Linked DNA regions of Mus musculus: all the other regions are linked to region 1. A link is a contact called in public Hi-C, HiCAR-type, HiChIP or PLAC-seq and promoter capture Hi-C data. All regions are on one chromosome and are shown on one strand. The core of a region is the stretch at or near the end of the contact, and the rest is flanking DNA. Distances in the headings are between cores, read along the strand shown.

Region 1 (2,546 bases), core at 28-2,527:
TTATAAATTTAGTATCAACCCTAGAAATAACACTCTATCAACCTGATACCTTATTTCACAATATAAGCCCCTGTATGACACTGTCAATCATTTTTTTAAATAGAGGTGTCTTAAACAGTTGTTCCTTGTTTTCAATACATAACTTAATAATCAAACTCAGGAAACTTACAAAGTGTAATATAGCGGTGAGTCCTTTAACAAAATCCATTCTTTGTGCCTGAGTTAATGAATGCTCATATTAATAAAGTCGTGAGCAATAGAAGCCAGAGCCTCCTGAAACCCCTGTAATTACTGTGGAGAAAAGTGAAACGATGTGCCTTGATTTCCAGCATCCAGACTTTTTGGAACAAGCTCATTTGGACAGGAGCCAAGAAATAAGTCTCGCTGCTGCAATTCTCCAAGGCTTTGTGCAAATAGCAATGGGCTGGAGGCAAGGAAGGTTAACTTGGAACATATTCTTTTTTTTTTTTTTTCTTTTTTCTTTCCCTGGGCTTCTTCATTAACTCCTACATCCTGCTATGAGAAAATTCGTTTTCAAGTGTCACATCTTTTAGCCGGTTTCCATACTTTCAGTATACATGAGGTAAAAGTAACACGTGGATAACCTTCCCTGACAGGCCCTTTTCATTTATGACTTGAGTTTGGGTTCCTACCCAGGCCTTCAGATTACATCCTCGCTCCGACCTACCGGACACTTATTTGAATACTCGGTCCACTCCCTGCTTCTCATCCTTGAACCAGAAACCTGGCTGTTCTGAGTGGCGAGGTCACACTTTTACCCCGTTAGTTTCTTGCACAAGCCTAATGCACAGAAACCCCGGAGTGTACCCACGGCGCCGTTCCGTGGCCACTAGGTTCCCGCCCCGCGCCACGCCGCCTCACAGCCAGATCCCCGGTTCCCGAGGGCGCACTGCCGCTTCCGGGAGGTCGTCCACGCTACTCCCCTGGCCGCCGGTCCCGCCCCGCTGGTAGCCCGCGCGTGCGCGCTTGGCCGCTGGAGCGCGCCCGGGCGCGCGCGCCGGAGGGGCGGGGCCGCGCCGCTCGCAGTTTGTCCCCGCCTCCGCCCCGCGGCGTTCCGTTGTCGCCCTGGCAACCCGAGAGCGGCAACGGCGGAGGCGCGGGAGTCCGGCGCCGCCTCTCGGCCGCCACGCGGTAGGCAGCGGCCACACGGCCCGCGCTGTCCCCGCCTCCCGGCCCGCCCTCGCCGGCCAGAGTGAGCGACCGCCAGTCCGCGGATCCCGGCCGCCGTCCGGGCGCGCGCAGCTAGCGGGCGCGACTATGCCAAGATGGTCCTGCAGGCGCGGAGCAAGCACCGGGACGCGGCTCCCAGGCCGCCCCGGTCGGCCCGCTCGTCGCCGCCGCCACTGAGCGGGGCATCCGAGGTGGACGCCGGGGAGCTGGGGTCGGAGCGCACGCCGCCGTCGCCGGGGCGCAGGGGCGCGGCGGGCAGGAAGGGACCCCGCGCAGGGACCGCCGCGCCCGCCCCGGACGGCCTCGCGGGCCGCCTGGCGGCCGGGCTGCACTGGGCGCTGGGCCTGCGGCGCGGGCGCGGCCGGACCTGGAGCACGCTGCTGCTAGGTGAGCCAGTTAGCAGCCCTCTCTGACTTTTCCCGGGACGCTCCTGCCTCCTCCCTACTCCTCCCCGCTCCTTCCGGGGCTCAGCTCCACACATCCTCTGCCCCGCGGTCCGCCCGGGCTTTTAAAAACATGGCCCCGAGATCAACAGCTGCTCGGCTGGCCGCGGGCGGGCTGGTCCGCGCCGAGGAGACTGGATTCTGCCTGCATCCACAGTCCACTCTTTACCCCTGGCCCAGCCGCTACTTCGGAGGATGGTTTGCTTGGTGATGCGAGCGATTCCTGGAGCTCGAAATACCCAGGTTTCCTGACTTAGAAAGTTGCCAAACTTATAATTAAATTTTAGCGTGCTTTTTCCCTTCTTGGCCGCAAACACTGAGGGTGGCACTTCGTGGTTCTGTCACTTTTCAGGCTGCGTCGTGTTTTGGATGCCCAAGCTTTAACCTTGCCTGCTGGCATCTCTTTACCTTCTTCCATGCACCAAATGGATGGGATGTAACTTGTGCCTAGAAGAAATAAAGTTGAGGCATTTACGTGTGGACTATCTTCTGGGTTCGTTTTCTGTGACTTTGTCGGATAAGGCAAGTTTATAGAAGTTGGATTAATAGGCCTAATTTTAACAAGCCCTTCATAAGGATTCTGTGATATTTTTGCCACGATGGGATTTAGTTGTTGAATTATGTAGTGATATTTTCTTACTATCTTTTCCCTGTTGCTTAATGACCTCTAAGAGTTTGGGGTGCTTGAAGTTTGGGGTTTAGACAGACAATACAGCAAAATCAGCCTTCCTGTGGGGCCAGCCTCTTCTGCAGCTGTATAGTTATTGAAAGCCAGTCATGGCTGTGTGTTTGTGGGTTCAAGAAGGCTGGCATCGTTACTAGGATTTTTTTTTTTTAAATACTTGGGTCAAGATTTGGCAAATTCATTATTTTCATCATTCCCTCCTTCAGCAGCTAGCTTGAGAACATGGC
Region 2 (2,546 bases), core at 31-2,530, 1.9 Mb after region 1:
GATTATTATCTTATCTAATATCAATATACTTATCTTTACAAAGGGCAATTACTCTCTCCTGATAGCCTCACTTCTATGGATTTACAGCACTCTAGGACACTCCAAAGCTCTGTGTATTCTTCTGTGGCTAATCACAGAACCACGACAACATAAGCAGTTCTAGACAACATCAGAGGAGGTGTTAACTACTACACTCCTGAGGGATCAAAATTCCAAACTCCACCATCTGACTTAATGATGCTAAGAAATCCTTCCCCTGTAAGAACCAAGTTAGCCTGGAAGCTGAGGCCAGGCTGTCTCACTCGCTCCTGAAGAGGCGTGTCAGTGAGGGTATCAAATAATGAACAGCTGGCTGCCTTACACTGGATGTCTTTTCTCTGTGCTTGTGATTTCCTAAAGGTTTCAGCCTCTTGGAACTGTCTGTCAGATGACGTCATCTAACTATTAGCAGACAACCAATGAGCACCCCAGATAGGGTTACTGTCCAGAGGCAGACTCGAGTGCTGAGATACATCTCCTCAGGTGAGCCTCCCCTACAACCTGGAAGTTGGTTGAAAGTGATCCTTCTATGTGCTTCCTTCATACGGAGCGGCTCCGTCTGGTTACTAGACTATCACGTGAGATACACGCAAACCACTGTCAACTGACATAATGCAATTATGTCTTCATTATGTGGGAATCGAGTTTTTACCTTAAGTAAAAAGCACGCATCATCTGTCTCTCAATTATACAAATACATTTGTATAAAACATACAAAAGTGTGTAATTGACCTACAAACATTATATACATACAATTTAAGTCAATAAATGTTACATATTGATTCTAAGTGATGTATTCTAGACAATCTAAAAGTAATCAAACAAAAATGTTTAGAGATAAAAAGTAATGTTTTAAGAGAAAATTATTGAAGCAAATACATATGGTAAACAGCAAATTAGCAAACAATGTGTTCTTAGATTTTATTGTAAAAACCCGGCTAATGCACATGGAACCTTGTACTCCAAAAACAGAGCTTCCTCAGTAATGTCTGGCCATTTGGGCAAAACCCCCAAGGTGACTGTGGCAAGATAAAGCTGTGGAAAGGGGACACACAAGCTTCTTTCAGACAGCTAGTTGGGCCAGTAAATTAATAGGGCACAATTAAGTATTCCTCTATTAACAATAACATAATGTTGTCTGCATCCATAGAATTGAATATAACAAGCATAGTGGCTTCCTACACTTCCTACACTAAAGCATGCTGTGAGTGACTTAGGTGTCTCATCTCACCGCATCTCCACAACCCTGTGAAATAAGTACACAGCATTCTAAAATTGGAAACCACAGCTCAGAGAGCCGAGTGCTTCCTCCTGAAGCCACCGATTGAAAGGAGAAGCGTAACTGAGCTGCTGTCTGCCCAAACCCGGGATGCAGGCCTTTGCACGAAGTGTTTAAATCACAAGGAACTTTATACATAAAGGGTTCCCTGTTCTACGCTTCAGAACAGAGCTACAGAGATCGTAAACAGCATGTTCATCGCTGCTGAGGCAGTGGGCACAGAAGAGCTGAAAACTGCCCCGGGAGCATCTTGTAAGCAAGAGAAGGAAAAGTCCCTGTAGGAATAACAAACTGCTCAGAAAGAGGCAGACATCCTGACTCTGCCGGCATAACGACGGCAGCTTAGACAGCAATCACACAATCTCTCATTGTTACAGGAAGGGTGTGCATGTGGGTTTAGATGAACAAACATGATAGCTCCCACATCACATTTATTGAATCCAACAATGGTCCAGGCACTTTCAAAGCACAAATCAAAGAGATATGACAAAAATAACTACAGTAACAAAGAATAGTTGTTTTTTAGCCAAAAAGTGAATTAAAGACTTGGCTAAATCATAAACCTTGTATTTTAAAAGGAAAATAATTGTAGAATATTAAGGAGAAAATATAAAATGTTAATACAAGAATTTTCCATGCCATTTTCTGATTCTAAAGAAATAAAATATAATCCTTAGGAAATATAATACCAAATGTTTACCCTAGGTATATAAATACGACTGCCAGGCCAGGTATGAACGAGTGCTCTGCCTGTTGCCTGGAACAGATGGTCATGCATCATGCACACATACTCAAGGTAGCCACATCTTCATTCATTTGGAACGGATGGAAAAATTTTCTCAATTAACTGGATTTATTATGATGGAAACTTTCATGGCTATGTATCTTGGCTGCTGCTGTTATAAAAGGCCATAGGAGAGATTTACAGCAGAAAGTTGTATAGAGTCTGTCAGACAGCACCAGAAACTCATTGGGTCTGCTGTGTAAGTCCAATCCATGCCATGCGACCCCGCATGTCATGGTCTCTCTTCCACTTTTATCATGGCAACGAGAAGAAGAGCTGTGACCAAGCCTTGGTCCTTATAGGTGACAGAGGAACTTTTCAGAAGTATCATCTCGTTAGGGTGGCTGGTATAAATAAAAGCCTAGAAGTGTGGGAGGGAAAGGCGTGCTCACTAATGCCAACACCCTTTGATGGGAGGGTGAGGATATATATACACAGTGTTAT
Region 3 (2,546 bases), core at 22-2,521, 1.8 Mb after region 1:
TAGAATTCTCTGTCCATGTCAAAATACGCCATGCTGATGCTTCCACACTGTATGGCACCATTGCCACGTTCCTTCTTCCTATGCTGCTGGCAAGCAGAGAGCATCTTGAGTCTCGGACAGGCAGGGGACAGGCAGGGGACAGGCAGGGAGTATCCTGACAGCAGCTGTACACAAGGAGCCCGCTCCAGGTCTCTGAGGTTTCCATCGATTTTTCTTAAATGTGAAATTCCCATGTGTTCTTACACTTCAGTCTAAGGAAAGGCACGAGCTTGTTTTGCAACCACTGGCTTTTGCTGCACTCTGCTGGAACATTCCCTGATGTTCTCCACGATCACTAAGTATGCCTAGATCCTGCTACAGCTGAGGAAAATGGTCTCATAGACAGTTACATATTTCCAGGGTCAGTTAACAGTAATAAAAGGGTTGGAGTTTACAAGCACACACCAAACATTTGTTCACGTGTTAAAGAATGGCTGTGCACATTGATTATGGTAAGGTAGAGGGGGCATCGTTAAACATTAGCAGTTCCTCTTTTGTACAATGCACTTAGCGATAGATTTATTTTTCTCAGCACTTCTAAGCAAGCTGAACAAATCTACCTTCAGTTACCACAACAGTGCAGTAAATCCCTGGACACACCTAACCTGACTCTTAGGAAGTGTCAAGGTCACCTGCTTCTTGTTGTGTTTTAATCTGAACTGCATTAAAGCAGGTCATTTTGCAGTTTACTGGGAAGTAGCCAAGTGACTAATACCTGCTTTATCCAGTGACCAGCACTCAGGTCTCAATCGCTCGCTCAATACACCCCCAAACACCCCAAAACACCTGCAGTCAATAACCAGTATGAAGCTTGCTTGGTGAAAAGTAATCTACGCGGCCCCAAATTCCACAAAACCGTGGAGAACCCTCCACACTACCTGTGCAACAGACCAGCCCCGGGCTGTGCTCCGGGCTGGACTCTCTCCACACAGAGGAAAACTTCACCTCAGCCGCCTTGGACGTTGCCAACACAGATTTGGCAAGTATCCCGGTGGAGAAAATACTTCTCGATTTTTAACTAATACCTGCTTAAATTTTGTTTTGGCCTCATGGCCTGGAAAGAAAAGTCTGGAATGACCCCGTCTTTTGACTTTATAATCTGCATAAATCTCTCAAAAAGAGGCTTCACCAGGAAACTTTCCGTGGAACATTTCATCTACAGAGAGAGAGAGAGAACTCTGTGGCTGTCCCAGCTGCACCTCAGAGCACAGTGAGGAGACTGCTCTGCCTTAGGACAAAGGTACAAAGCGCTGAGCGGCTTCAGCATAGATCCCAGGCGAGGCCTCACCCAAGCTGGCAAACACCAACTGCACGCTAGCACCCCCAAGTGTCAGGTGCCTGGCCAACAGCAAGGCCAAAAAACCCAGGGCCAAAGGAGCTCAGTGTTAGGGCCTTGCCGGTTTTGTTTTGTTTTGTTTTGTTTGTTTGTTTCCGTGAATGACTTTTACAAAGCAGCTCTGTGTCTAGGGGAAAGTCACTACCCTGCCAAAGAGGACAGCCCTACTTGCTAAGCGCTTAGGGATCGGTGGTCACAGGAAATCATCAGCGCCTGCGTGGGAAAGGCACCCTAGCTTACAGAGGAAGAGATGGGGCCTCAGAGCTTCAACAACCTGCCCACAGCCACAAAGATGGACAGTGCAGACACAGAAACCCAGGTTCATGGAACCCTGGAATCTGTCAACCACACCAAGCTGCACTGTGACCCTGGCTCTTATCCCATCTCATCTATGAGAGGTTGGAAGAGGTCATTATATATTCGAGGCATCTCTCTATTCCTCCTTTAAGTGAATTAACTAATTTCCAAGACCTCTTCATATTCAAAATATCTACTATTTTTAGTGTCTGTTTATGTCTTCCACCTGCCCTTACACTCATTTTCTTCGATGTAGCATTGGGAAATAAATTAACCAGTCTACACTAGTCAAAGGTAATCAGAGAAGTTTTGTGTGTCTGACACTCTGGTACTGAGCATAAAATCTGTAATTATCAGTAATATTCCTACTGAACTTGACTGTTACTGGATTAGACTAGTTATTGAGTAAAGGCAGGCTAAACAAAATGTCCACTACATCTAAGGGACATAACCTAGTTTGTAAGACTCCATTCCCTAAAGCTGTTTATTATTTACTTGACATAATTTTGCAAAAAAAATAAACATTTATAATCAAATAAGGGGAGGAACTTATATCATACTATCACCATTAAAACCTGGTTTAATGGCATCCTGTATTCATTATTTATCACAAACTCTAAGCATATTTACACAATAAGGTGACACGAATTTAACTAAAAAAAATTATTACATTTATAAAGAAACAACATGATGCTTTTGAACAACCTCCCATTTCCGTCAACTTATTTAATTATTAGTGACTTCAAAGGAAAAGAGACATTTCTAAAATCCATTTTTCTCAAAAATGTATTATTTTATCTCACTATTGATGTATAATTTAATTAAAGCTCCAAGCCCACATTTTTCTTTCTAAGTGGCAGGCATTTTCATTAAC
Region 4 (2,546 bases), core at 26-2,525, 1.5 Mb after region 1:
GGCCAAATCCATTTGGTCATGAGGGTGATTTATCAGAAAGCAAACACGCTGCCAAGATACGGGAGGGGGCGGCTCTCGGAGTTGATTTACGTGCCCAGCAGAACACTAACGTCACTGCAGATCTCCCTGGAGCCAACACAGGTCCTGGGCAGCTCACAGCTTTCCCTGCACCCGACTAGACTCTCTGGTAAAGGAACCTCATCTTTCAGACCACCCTACCGCATGCGCAGCACCAACCAACCAGAAAGAATTTGGGTCGGTGGAAGTTGTTGTAAGTTCCCTGAGCTGCACTGATGTGACTTAAATTCTGAATAGTGACCTCATCTAGAGGCCACCCGGGTGTTCTTGGAGACACTGGGCGCCACTGGGACTGAAGAAATTAATCACCTGCAGCTTCTAGGCCCAGGAAACTTCACGGCTCCCATGGTTCAAGGAACATCCTGCCTAAATATTATTCTGCACCAGGCGTTTACAGCCTTCTCTGTTGTCTCTGGATTCTGGCTCTGAGCCCCCACCACACTCTGGGGGAGGAAATCCCAGAGTGTCCCCACCATCTCACCCAGCTTCTCGGGTGACATCAGGCCCAGCCAAGGAACATCCCAATCTGTCTCGCTGCCTGTGAGACACATTAGATCTTCAGGGCAGGACCTGACATTGTTTTGTAACACAAACGCTTTCCACCCAGGGTGAGTGAGTCGGGAGGGGGGTGGGGGTTGACTGTGGAGTCGGAATAGTCCCTATCGTCTGTTATTGTAGCCTCCCGCTCTTCCTTCTGATGACTGTGTTCAACATAATCTATGACACTAGGTGATAAACCTGCAGCACTCAACTTATAAGCAAACAATTCCTGTCTTTTTTTAGGGACTTATCTCCTCCAGCAGTCAAAGGAAAACTGTATTTAGTGTCTCCCTGGCGTCTAATTCCTTTTTCCTCCTCCTCCTCCTCCTTCTCTTTTGACACAGAGAGACAGATTTTATGTTGGGTAAAGGACCAGAGTTCAGCTTCTTCCTAGATCATAATAAACGGCTTTATATGGAGGGACAGGCCGAGCATCCAGGGCTGGTTGGAGAAAGAAAAGTGCTGGCAAGGATGGCTGGAGGCAGGGTCTTCCTGCGGCCTGATGATGTGTCTGGAAGCCCAAGGCAGAAGTGAGAAAAGCCGAGATGGTGTTGGGAAATGGAGTAGCTGGGAGGAGAAAGACCAATGGCAGGCCTGTATAAGAACCCTCAGTGCTTTTCCCAGGGTCAGAACTGCAGCAGGGCCATAGGAAGGCTCTGCAGTGTTGTATTTACACAGCATCTTCAAAACATTTCACAACAGCCTCCTAATGATCCCCTAAGGCAGAGATCAGAACTGCTCTCGGTTTTTATGTGAGGAAACTGGGTCTGGAGAGCCAGTTTCCTCAGGCTCTGACATTAGCATTTGTTCATTTGAGACAAACTCACTTGCTCTCTACACAGTAAACCCACGCAGCCTTCCCCAACATTGTAAGGACTCAAGGGGAAACACAAACACTTGGCCCAAACTTTCCTCTCCAGTTATTTATTCTATTATTCCTGTATAGATGTGGCTAATTGCTACTGAGAAATCAATCTTAGTACTTAAGAAGGAAAACCAAACAATTATTTCGGAGTTCAAAGGTGAAACTTACATTTACTGACAAATGGGCTCAGCTCCCCTCCCAAACCTGTGTCTGTTGTGGCAAGAGCCACATCAGGGAGTTCACCCTGCATGGTGGCTGATTTCCACCTACTGGTACAGGACAGAGGTGTTACTAAAGAAAACCTACACCAGGGGATTGTGTGTGTGTGTGTGTGTGTGTGTGTGTGTGTGTGTGTGTGTGTGTGTGAGTGTGTGTATGTGCATGTGCATATGTGTGTGCATGTGTGTGTGTGTGTGTGTGTGTGTGTGTGTGTGTGTGTGCATGTGCATATGTGTGTGCATGTGTGTGTGTGTGTGTGTGTGTTTAGGTGTGGCTGTGCACAAGAGGACAACTCACAAGAGTCAGTTCTCTCCTTCCCTGTGGATCGTCAGAACTGAATTCAGATCACCAGGATTCTCAGCTGGTGCCTGAATGCAATAAACAACCTCACTGGCCTTGAAGGAAATTTAACTACAAATTCAGAAGAGCAGTGCCTCCCATCTCACATGCATTCCCGGTGACTGAAGGTTTCCTCTGAAGGACAGATGGCTTGTCACACCCTTCTCAGGAAAAAGTACACTGGCCATTTGGGATGAGGTCAATTGCCTGTTGGTCTGAAATGGATTTTTAAAGATGAGACCCATTCTTTATCCCAAGTTTCAGATCCACTTGACCCAGCAGAAACACTACAACAACACTGTGCCCGTCTCTGTGGTTTAGTCCTCCCCCACGCTCAGCCCTGAGGGAGTATCTTCTAGAATGAAAATTGTTCTGGAAAGCAGTGTATCAGGTAAACCCAGCAAGAAACAGACACAACAAAGCAGAGCTATGCTGCAGATGTCCTCGGTGCTTTGTGTGTGTCAGACAGAAGGCAAAGCCGGGCAAGGCTTTGGAATGTGGGGGC
Region 5 (2,546 bases), core at 21-2,520, 1.4 Mb after region 1:
CAGTTGGTCAGAATTTAACACGGAAACCTATCCGTGTATCTATCAAGCGCTGCTCTGCTCAGTCGTTCTTCCAATATTGTCAGAATGTTTGCGTGATCTAACAATGATCTGAGACAACTCCTCTGGAAGTGAATTGGACAAGGATAAAATTTGGAAGTGGATGGGATTGGGTGATTTCTGGGGTTCGTTTATGTACAAATAATGTATGAGAATTGTTTCTGCCACAATACCTTCACTTCTAAACTTACTGTAACAAGGGGGAAAAAAATCTTACTTGTGTTAGTGGAAGCAAGCAAAAAACCAGCATGCTTTGCAACTGAACCCTTGAGTTTTGATTTTTTTTTTTCTTTAAGTTTTGATTTCTAAGGTGTTGTAGGCCATTGGTCCTTGAATTGAAGTGCTCAGCAGACAGTGGGAAGCATGCGGAGAAAACAAGGGTCAGCGCCTACACTGATCCTCAGTGGAGCAAACTCCAGTCTATACTGGAACTGAATTTGTCTCTAAGGCTTTACACAACATTTGGTCTCAGCAGCTGAACTCTTACAGACACATCTGCTCTGCTGTGTTTCAGGACAACTGGAAATGAAACTAAAACTGAGTCTTAGAGTAGTCTGAAAACATACTTGTTTTTAATTGATGTCTTAACATTTGTATCTGGAAGGAAGTATATTCTAACTGTTAAAATTGATTAACGTCATGAGTTCTAATCTCTTCTACTACTGCCAATGACCATATGAAGCTTTTGATTTTCTTTAAACTAAAAGTGGTCTTGTTTTTCATTCACACCGAGTGCTACCGCCCTGGAATTGCTCGTGTACATGTTAGCATTTGAAATGGGATGTTTCAGCCATGAGCAACCACGCTATCACAGAGTCGAGACACAAGCTGGAACCCTCAGGCTTCCCTGGCTTCTCATTTTACCAGCAAGGAAAAGAGAAAATAACTTTTCTCTAAATAGCATATTTAAGAGCAAAGTGCCTTGCCGTGTGCTTGTTAGCTGAGAATATGAACACTGAATGTGCTGGCTGGTCACTTTCTAGTTTCTAACATGGCAACTTGAAGACATTTTTTCCATGGCTCTCTTCCCAACAGAATATGAATAAAACTCTGCTACCAAGTCATGGCCATGGGGTCAGATGCTGGTCCACATCGCTGCTCAGCATAAGGTTCACCCAGGCACAGTTCTGCTTGGAGAAACCCTGTGTCTCCTAGGGACCTGAAGAGGAGCCAGCAAATGAAGAGCCCCTGTTCTGCCCTTCCTCCCCAGCAAAGCATCTGGCAGACATCATTAATCAACCAGAGAATCTTGGCCAATAAGAGTGTTCTACCATCCTCCCCAGCAGTACACATGGCAGACATCATTAATCAGCTGGAAATCTTGCCCAATAAGAATCTTTCTCAACATAGAATTCCAGGCATACTACTAATCAGCTGAATTTGGCACAAATCCTATTTATCTCTCCAGCTTTAAAACAAAGGTGATCTATTCATTTAACACAGCGCTGTTGGAGGTAGTGAGACACTGGAGAAAACTCACGGGCTCACACTTACAGGACTTCCAACCTCAGCTCTGGCACTCAGTTGGCTGTGTGAGTTTATTTGAGCAAGTCGCATAACCTCTCTCTGTCTTGGTTTGCTCTCTGTTTAAGAAAGGGTTGTAACATCCAACAAGATTACTGTGGATAATAAACAAAATAGCAAGTCCTAGGCAGACAGTGTGATGACTGAAATTTAGTATGTGTTTAACAAACGCTAATTCTTTCTTTATCCAGCATTAACCATACAAGGAGTTGTGTATCTCACACAGAGCTTCAAATTCTCTCCTTGGTCTCTTCTATCAATCCACCTCCCCAGTTTCTGGCCTTCAGCTGTGTATACTAGAATCCTCAGCTAAGCAAAACCTTAAGAAATGCTGAACTAGTTATGACCATTTGGGTAGGTTGAAGAATTAAATATAGACAAAGAAGTGTCTACCAGTCAATTTGAACAACAATTCAGTCACATACAAATGCCCCACAGGTTAGGTGGAATAAATGTCTTCTCCTCTCACTGTCTTCTCAGTTCATGATTGACTTATCAGGATGCAATCCCTTGGTAAGTTAAGCAGAATTGGTATAAGCATCAACCTTGTGTGGGTGAATGTGCCACCTATCCAACAACTAAACCCCAAGGAGTGTGTGCATGTCACCAAAGCAAAGTGAAGACACAAAGACCCATGCAGCTTCACCATTTCCAGGCTATTTCTTGCCAAAACCTTCACTTGTGGTCTGGTGACAATGGATCTTTTGCTCAGCAACTCAGCTTACCATGCCATCTGGCTCCATTTCCTTCCTTGGGGACAAATAGCACTGCCCCCAGCTTGCTCCCTCCCACCAGCGGCCTGATCCCAGGGCAGATATCAGCCCTCACTGAATCCACCAGCTTAGAAAATTGAAGAATCAACAAAAAGAGGAGTCTGCAACCTTGATCTCCTTCCAAACAGCAACACGGCTGTTTGGGCTGGGCAGTCAGGAGCCATGAATGTAATCCTGACCAGTGCTGAGATT
Region 6 (2,546 bases), core at 17-2,516, 1.3 Mb after region 1:
GTCAACATCCATCAAAGTATCCTGTTAAATGCTGTTCCCAAGAGTTTTGTTTACTTTAATACCAGAAACAACCTCTCTCTCTCTCCTCTCCCTCTCCCTCTCTCCCTCTCCCTCTCCCTCTCCCTCTCTCCCTCTCCTTCTCTCCCTCTCTCCCTCCCTCTCTCTCCCTCCCACTCTCTTTCTCTTTCCTCTCTCTCTCTCTCTCTCTCCTGTCTCTCCCTCTCGCTCCTTCTCCCTCTTTCCCTCTCTCCCTCCCTCTCCCTCTCTCCCTCTCCCTCTCCTTCTCTCCCTCTCTCCCTCCCTCTCTCTCCCTCCCCCTTTCTCCCTCCTCTCTCTCTTTCCTCTCTCTCTACTCTCTCTCCCTCTCTCCCTCTCCCCCCTCTCTCTCCCCTCTCTCTCTCCCTCTCTCCCTCTCCCTCTCTCCCTCCCTCTCTCTCTCTCTCTCTCTCTCTCTCTCTCTCTCTCTCGTGTGTGTGTGTGTGTGTGTGTGTGTGTGTGTGTGTGTGTGTGTGTGTGTAAAACACAGGATGAGGTGAGGGAAGAACACATAATCCATTGTTGCTTTATAGCTTTTTCAGATCCTCCCCAAGCAAACTTTGTCTTATTTTTTTTTTTAAACTTGCTCTCAATTTGTAGCCCAAGCTAGCATCCAAGCTAGATCTCCTTGCCTCAGTCTGCCAAATAGTGACTCCAATTCATGCAGTCCTTCATTGCTGCCTAAAATACACACAGCTAGAGACCTTGCTTTAGACAAGAGTCCGATACCATCCTCTTTACAATTCTACCAATGTGCAGAGGTTCTGGACCCCCCTCCACCACCCACCAATCTATTCTCAAAATGTGCTGCTTGAGTTTCAGAAAGATCAGAAGCTTGCCTGAGACTGGTGACACAGATAATGGAACACAAGACAGAGAGTTCTAGGATCACAGGACTCATCCCTAGATGTGTTTTTCAGAGTGATGGACCCCCAGAAGCAGGTGCAAAAATATCACGCATAAAATCTAAATGAAACATGTAAGAGCAAGTTCAAATGGAAATCTGTTTACAGATTTAAAGGCAGATGACAGCCAACAAACAGGGGACTAGAGAGAGAGCTGTTGCTACTGAAGCAGGCACACTAGTAGCACATTCTGGCCAATGAGACAGAGCAGAAAGTTCTGGGTAGAGAAACGTGGAAGGGCATGGACCAGAGCTTCCCTGTTTACTTAGCTGCTCAGCTGGGATCTCAGAGTTTGGAGTAAGGGAGTGTTCATTCATTCCAACTTGGCCGACTTGCCCAGCATGACCTTGGCTGCAATCCAGACAGATACCTATGTCTAGACAGCTCAGAGTTACCAACAAATCAGACTCGGTAACACACCAGGAAAAGAGACCATCAATGGCTCCAAACTTTAGCCATTCTCAGGCAGTTTGCAGAAAATCAAAACAAAAGCAAGCATTTTGGCTCACTGAAACCTTTTGACACATTTCCCAGATTCTAAAGACCAATCAACTGAAATGTGAGCACCCAAGATTTGGGGTGTTGAATTTTAGGAAGGCTGCATCTAAGGTGACTCATATGCCAACTGAATCGACTATCAACACTGTGATCTTCAACGAGAAAAGTAGGACAGCTTCTGAAACCTTCTAAAGGGATGGTGCCTGTGCTTCCACATCTGGGCTGCCAAATAATGCTACAGGGAAAGGGGGAAGAGCCTGTCAGGGTGCCAAACAACAAATTCAACTCAGGTCTAACTTCTTAACACAATTATCCCTCCCCAAGAATGTGAAAATTCCCAAAGAACTTGGATTTTACTTTAAATGTCATCACATTTTATTTTAAGGGTCAGAATTTCTTATCCCTGGGTGATCAGTTTAATAGAGAAAGGTCATGTCTACCTGGGAGGTGGGGGAGGGGGGACATAATGACCCCTTCAGCTGTCAATGGAAAATGATGGGGAGTTTACAAGAGAAGAAACAAAGAGAAAAGCAGATTAAATCAACTGGACACCTGCCTGCCAGGGTAGCACTCTCTGAACTAAACGCTGGGGAATTTTCTGCCACTCCATTTGAAATGGATCAAGAAATGGGAATTCTATCCCTTCCTTTAAAATGTTCCAATGCTCAGTGGGGCTGGTGTTTTAACTATTCCCTGGAATGTAGGGGGTAGGTATCTGAGCAAGGTCTTATTTGAAATACACACACACACACACACACACACACACACACACACACACACACACACACAGCCTGCACTTGGTGAGTACCTTCCTTTACCTGATTGGCAGCAGCTTGCCCTTCATAGCTCAGTGTGGAAGGCAAAGTTGGGTTGTGTGTTTTCAGAGCCTTTCCCCTCCTGTTAGTCTGTTTCCCATGTTCTGTTGATCTCATTTACTTCTGTCTACCTTTGGAGTTGTGTAGTCTCTGGCTTGAGGAGCTTGTACCTTACTAATATTTCGATGAGCCTAACCCACTAACCCATGGCTTCCCGAGTCTAACCCACTAACCCATGGCTTCCCCAGCCTTTACCAGAGTGGATTGGGACCAGGGCATCAATGTATATTTA
Region 7 (2,546 bases), core at 23-2,522, 1.3 Mb after region 1:
CTCAGTGGGACTTTCTGAATGGTTGTTGACTTTCACTGCATAAGGCCAAGCCCAGAGTAGAGGCAGGTCCAGGGGTATCCCACAGCGTTCTCACATAACCCAAAACACAGGATGCAGACAGTAGGAGGACCAATGGACTGTCCTTGTGACCCTCTGATTCCATTCTTTTAGAAAGCAAGCCTTTGTTTTCTTTATTATAATGAAACATTCTTTGATAATTTAACTTCTCTGGTTAAAGATGCCTTTTTGTATTGGTGTAGAAAAAGTTGTCACATGCTTCTCCTCTTTCATAAAGATGTATTTCCTTATATCTTTTAATTAAGTTAACAGATCTTTATTTTAAGAACATCTTTTACAACCTGGTGTAAATCCAAGTAGGAGATGTTTATTTTAAAGTATTTTAATAAACATACTCTAAGGTCAAATAAATTGCTCGGTTTCATTTTAAGAAAAGAAGCAAGGCTTCAGTTCTAGATTACTCTTATAATTCTCTCACTATAGATTATGCTGCAGTCACTGAAAAATCCCAGACGTTTTCTGGATGTCTGCACTGAACAGTAAGGAAGTGTTGCATGACAAGTGTGTTTTCTGCAGACTTTTTAAAGGGTTACTAGAATGTGAACAGAGCCCAAGAGAATTCAGTTCTTTTAATTTATATGTTTTGAATAATGGAATGATACCACTGTAAGTGGATCTACACACCAGCTTTTAAGAGATTCTTTAGCTATCTGGAAGAACAAGGGAATGCGCCTGCATCCCAGCATCCCCATGTGGTATCCAGACCTTGAAACTTATCTCATCTGTTTAAAGTGTCCGCTGTAAATTTAGGGGACATCACATTTCTACCCAATGTGTTAACACTTAGATTAAGACCACACATACACACCTTTTTCTTATTTATGAGCAATTAAATGACTCACTAACAAGAAAGGAACTTTATTTATAGTTCCAAACAAAAAGAAAATTGGCAATGTGATAACTCTTCCTATAAAAACATGACTTTTTTTGTTCTTTAAACATTTCTAAACTAACTTTTTTTTAAAGTGTGTCTTCGTCAAGGCAAGGCCCCTGGAACAACTTGATGAGTATGTATTGAATGTTTTACTTTCTTTCTGTGAGACAGCAAGAAGTTCATCCAAATAGAACCATGCCTCTACCACATAAATCATTTGGAAAATCTGGTAACTTTCCATGTGACTCAGTTAAATCCTTTAAACCCACAGGAGAATTTACTTGCTTTTGGCATATTTCACCATATTAGGAGGAAAACCAGTCTCCAGGGACATGGTGGTTAATGAGAATAGGCCAAGAGCAGATGTCCTAAACTCAGTTTTGTTAGCTTAAGCACTTTCAAATAATGTTTCTCTTGGTAAAAACTCCTCAAGAAATTTCCCTTCTATGTCTTCAATACTCCTGGAGGCTCCCAATATCTTTGAAAGAGCAATCTTTTCTCTTGTAATTAAACATAGAAACATAGATTTAAACATAGAAAGACTAATGTGTTGTATTAAATGCAATGCTGGCTACATCCTTGTAGCTGATGAGTGGAAGAGCATAGGAAGAAATTCAATCAGAAGAGAGCAGATAAAGACAAGAGCTTCACTGGGAAACAGAGAGGCTACAGGAAGAACCACAAGCTTGCCCACAGTTCAGTTTGGCCAGGCTGGCCAACCCAGCAGACCCCAGTTCCCATGTCCTTTTAATCCCTTAGCAGAGACTGAGCTCCGCCTTGTGGAGGTGACAGGTGTTTTACAGGTAACACAAACCCTGAACTGATCTTGAGCCTGCGAGTTCCCCATCCTCTACCTAAACTTAGTAAATTTCTAGTTTTCCAAATGTATAGCGAATGGGAACTGTTCAGATGTCCTTACCAAACATTGCCCCATATACATACACATTCACACGTATTTCCCCCTCTGTGCTCCTGGGGTAAATTTCTTGAGTGCTGTACCTAAGAGTCAATTTGGTGCTTTCTTTACAAGATGAGGGACTATGAGTCTTCAATTTCTCAGAGACAACAGCGGTGGCAATGACCTTGGAGCAGGGAGCCTCCATGTAGCTTTGCTCATAAGGAGCTTCACCATCCAAGGCTAGCTTATAGACCTTGTCACTAACATGGCCTTTGGGCTCCTTCTATTTGCCCTAGCTTCAAGATTGGTTTCCTTGGTGACTGTCTTTCTTGGCCCACTTTCTAGAGCCTTTCTTCTTGTTGTCTTGGATTTTGTTATGAACCTGTGAGAGAGTGTCACCACTTTCAGTCTCTTGAATTATCTTTATATAAATATATAAATAAAATATTAATAATAATAATGTACTGCCCAGAAAACAGATGTCCTAAAGAATATTCCATTAGGTGTTCAGATCATAGCTGCTATGATTTGGATTTGAAGTGTCTGTGTATAAAGTACCATGTATTAAAACTTGGCCTAGCACTGGTGGATCAAATTCTAAAAGGATGATTCGAGTATAGTCTCTGGCCCAAGCAACACTTAGCCCTTTTGTAGATTCATGCTGATGGTGTGGTCTCGCTGAAAGGAAAGATATTT

What was found. Promoter capture Hi-C pulls out the DNA fragments that hold promoters and counts their contacts. Hi-C and Micro-C count contacts between places; a contact is called where the count stands out from the background. HiCAR-type assays count read pairs that join an accessible place to other places. HiChIP or PLAC-seq counts read pairs in DNA pulled down with a chosen protein or histone mark.
Region 2: a contact with region 1 is called in an H3K27ac HiChIP or PLAC-seq map of microglia, with 36 times the contacts expected there. The contact joins the enhancer-like site here to the promoter of Dpy19l1 in region 1. A contact is called at or near these places in 4 of 39 promoter capture datasets (the 3T3-L1 cell line, cranial neural crest, hippocampal neurons and 1 more) and 2 of 115 datasets of contacts at active chromatin or transcription factors (embryonic limb bud and microglia).
Region 3: a HiCAR-type map of astrocytes shows a contact between it and region 1, with 7 times the contacts expected there. The contact joins the enhancer-like site here to the promoter of Dpy19l1 in region 1. A contact is called at or near these places in 3 of 39 promoter capture datasets (the 3T3-L1 cell line and hippocampal neurons), 4 of 484 Hi-C or Micro-C datasets (the N1E-115 cell line, stem cell-derived neural stem cells, uterus and 1 more) and 6 of 115 datasets of contacts at active chromatin or transcription factors (astrocytes, embryonic forebrain, embryonic limb bud and 3 more).
Region 4: a Hi-C map of muscle stem cells shows a contact between it and region 1, with 2.7 times the contacts expected there. The contact joins the enhancer-like site here to the promoter of Dpy19l1 in region 1. A contact is called at or near these places in 1 of 39 promoter capture datasets (hippocampal neurons), 2 of 484 Hi-C or Micro-C datasets (cerebral cortex and muscle stem cells), 3 of 115 datasets of contacts at active chromatin or transcription factors (astrocytes, forebrain and stem cell-derived neural progenitor cells) and 1 of 9 other capture datasets (embryonic stem cells).
Region 5: a promoter capture Hi-C map of 3T3-L1-derived adipocytes shows a contact between it and region 1, with 6 times the contacts expected there. The contact joins the enhancer-like site here to the promoter of Dpy19l1 in region 1. A contact is called at or near these places in 5 of 39 promoter capture datasets (the 3T3-L1 cell line, 3T3-L1-derived adipocytes, pre-B cells and 1 more), 1 of 484 Hi-C or Micro-C datasets (pre-B cells) and 2 of 115 datasets of contacts at active chromatin or transcription factors (astrocytes and embryonic forebrain).
Region 6: a contact with region 1 is called in a promoter capture Hi-C map of hippocampal neurons, with 3 times the contacts expected there. The contact joins the enhancer-like site here to the promoter of Dpy19l1 in region 1. A contact is called at or near these places in 2 of 39 promoter capture datasets (the 3T3-L1 cell line and hippocampal neurons) and 2 of 115 datasets of contacts at active chromatin or transcription factors (the NIH/3T3 cell line and stem cell-derived neural progenitor cells).
Region 7: an H3K27ac HiChIP or PLAC-seq map of the NIH/3T3 cell line shows a contact between it and region 1, with 11 times the contacts expected there. The contact joins the enhancer-like site here to the promoter of Dpy19l1 in region 1. A contact is called at or near these places in 3 of 39 promoter capture datasets (the 3T3-L1 cell line and hippocampal neurons) and 2 of 115 datasets of contacts at active chromatin or transcription factors (the NIH/3T3 cell line and large pre-B cells).

What each region holds. Positions count from the first base shown.
Region 1 is chr9:24,501,871-24,504,416 of GRCm38.p6, reverse strand. Dpy19l1 (dpy-19-like 1 (C. elegans)) reads left to right here and starts at 1,277. Exons shown (of 23, transcript NM_001359948.1): 1 at 1,277-1,578. The coding sequence starts at 1,287. LOC115487153 (a long non-coding RNA gene) reads left to right here and starts at 1,884. Exons shown (of 2, transcript XR_003948106.1): 1 at 1,884-2,546.
Region 2 is chr9:22,640,030-22,642,575 of GRCm38.p6, reverse strand. The region is part of intron 12 of Bbs9 (Bardet-Biedl syndrome 9 (human)); the gene reads right to left. Among named protein-coding and RNA genes, the nearest start is that of Gm39309, 160 kb to the left of the region's middle. Within about 2 kb of position 1,280, at least 79 of the 459 cell types and tissues checked have an H3K27ac peak or open chromatin away from gene starts, as enhancers often do. A contact at or near this core is called in microglia, where this site is marked.
Region 3 is chr9:22,707,951-22,710,496 of GRCm38.p6, reverse strand. The region is part of intron 19 of Bbs9 (Bardet-Biedl syndrome 9 (human)); the gene reads right to left. Among named protein-coding and RNA genes, the nearest start is that of Gm39309, 96 kb to the left of the region's middle. Within about 2 kb of position 1,271, at least 60 of the 459 cell types and tissues checked have an H3K27ac peak or open chromatin away from gene starts, as enhancers often do. A contact at or near this core is called in the N1E-115 cell line, astrocytes, embryonic limb bud and 2 more, where this site is marked.
Region 4 is chr9:23,039,895-23,042,440 of GRCm38.p6, reverse strand. All of the region lies in intron 5 of Gm36743 (a long non-coding RNA gene), which reads right to left. Among named protein-coding and RNA genes, the nearest start is that of Gm36743, 45 kb to the right of the region's middle. Within about 2 kb of position 1,275, at least 20 of the 459 cell types and tissues checked have an H3K27ac peak or open chromatin away from gene starts, as enhancers often do. A contact at or near this core is called in muscle stem cells, where this site is marked.
Region 5 is chr9:23,063,010-23,065,555 of GRCm38.p6, reverse strand. All of the region lies in intron 7 of Gm36743 (a long non-coding RNA gene), which reads right to left. Among named protein-coding and RNA genes, the nearest start is that of Gm36743, 68 kb to the right of the region's middle. Within about 2 kb of position 1,270, at least 19 of the 459 cell types and tissues checked have an H3K27ac peak or open chromatin away from gene starts, as enhancers often do. A contact at or near this core is called in 3T3-L1-derived adipocytes, where this site is marked.
Region 6 is chr9:23,156,116-23,158,661 of GRCm38.p6, reverse strand. No RefSeq gene overlaps it. Among named protein-coding and RNA genes, the nearest start is that of Bmper, 66 kb to the left of the region's middle. Within about 2 kb of position 1,266, at least 18 of the 459 cell types and tissues checked have an H3K27ac peak or open chromatin away from gene starts, as enhancers often do.
Region 7 is chr9:23,189,822-23,192,367 of GRCm38.p6, reverse strand. No RefSeq gene overlaps it. Among named protein-coding and RNA genes, the nearest start is that of Bmper, 32 kb to the left of the region's middle. Within about 2 kb of position 1,272, at least 21 of the 459 cell types and tissues checked have an H3K27ac peak or open chromatin away from gene starts, as enhancers often do. A contact at or near this core is called in the NIH/3T3 cell line, where this site is marked.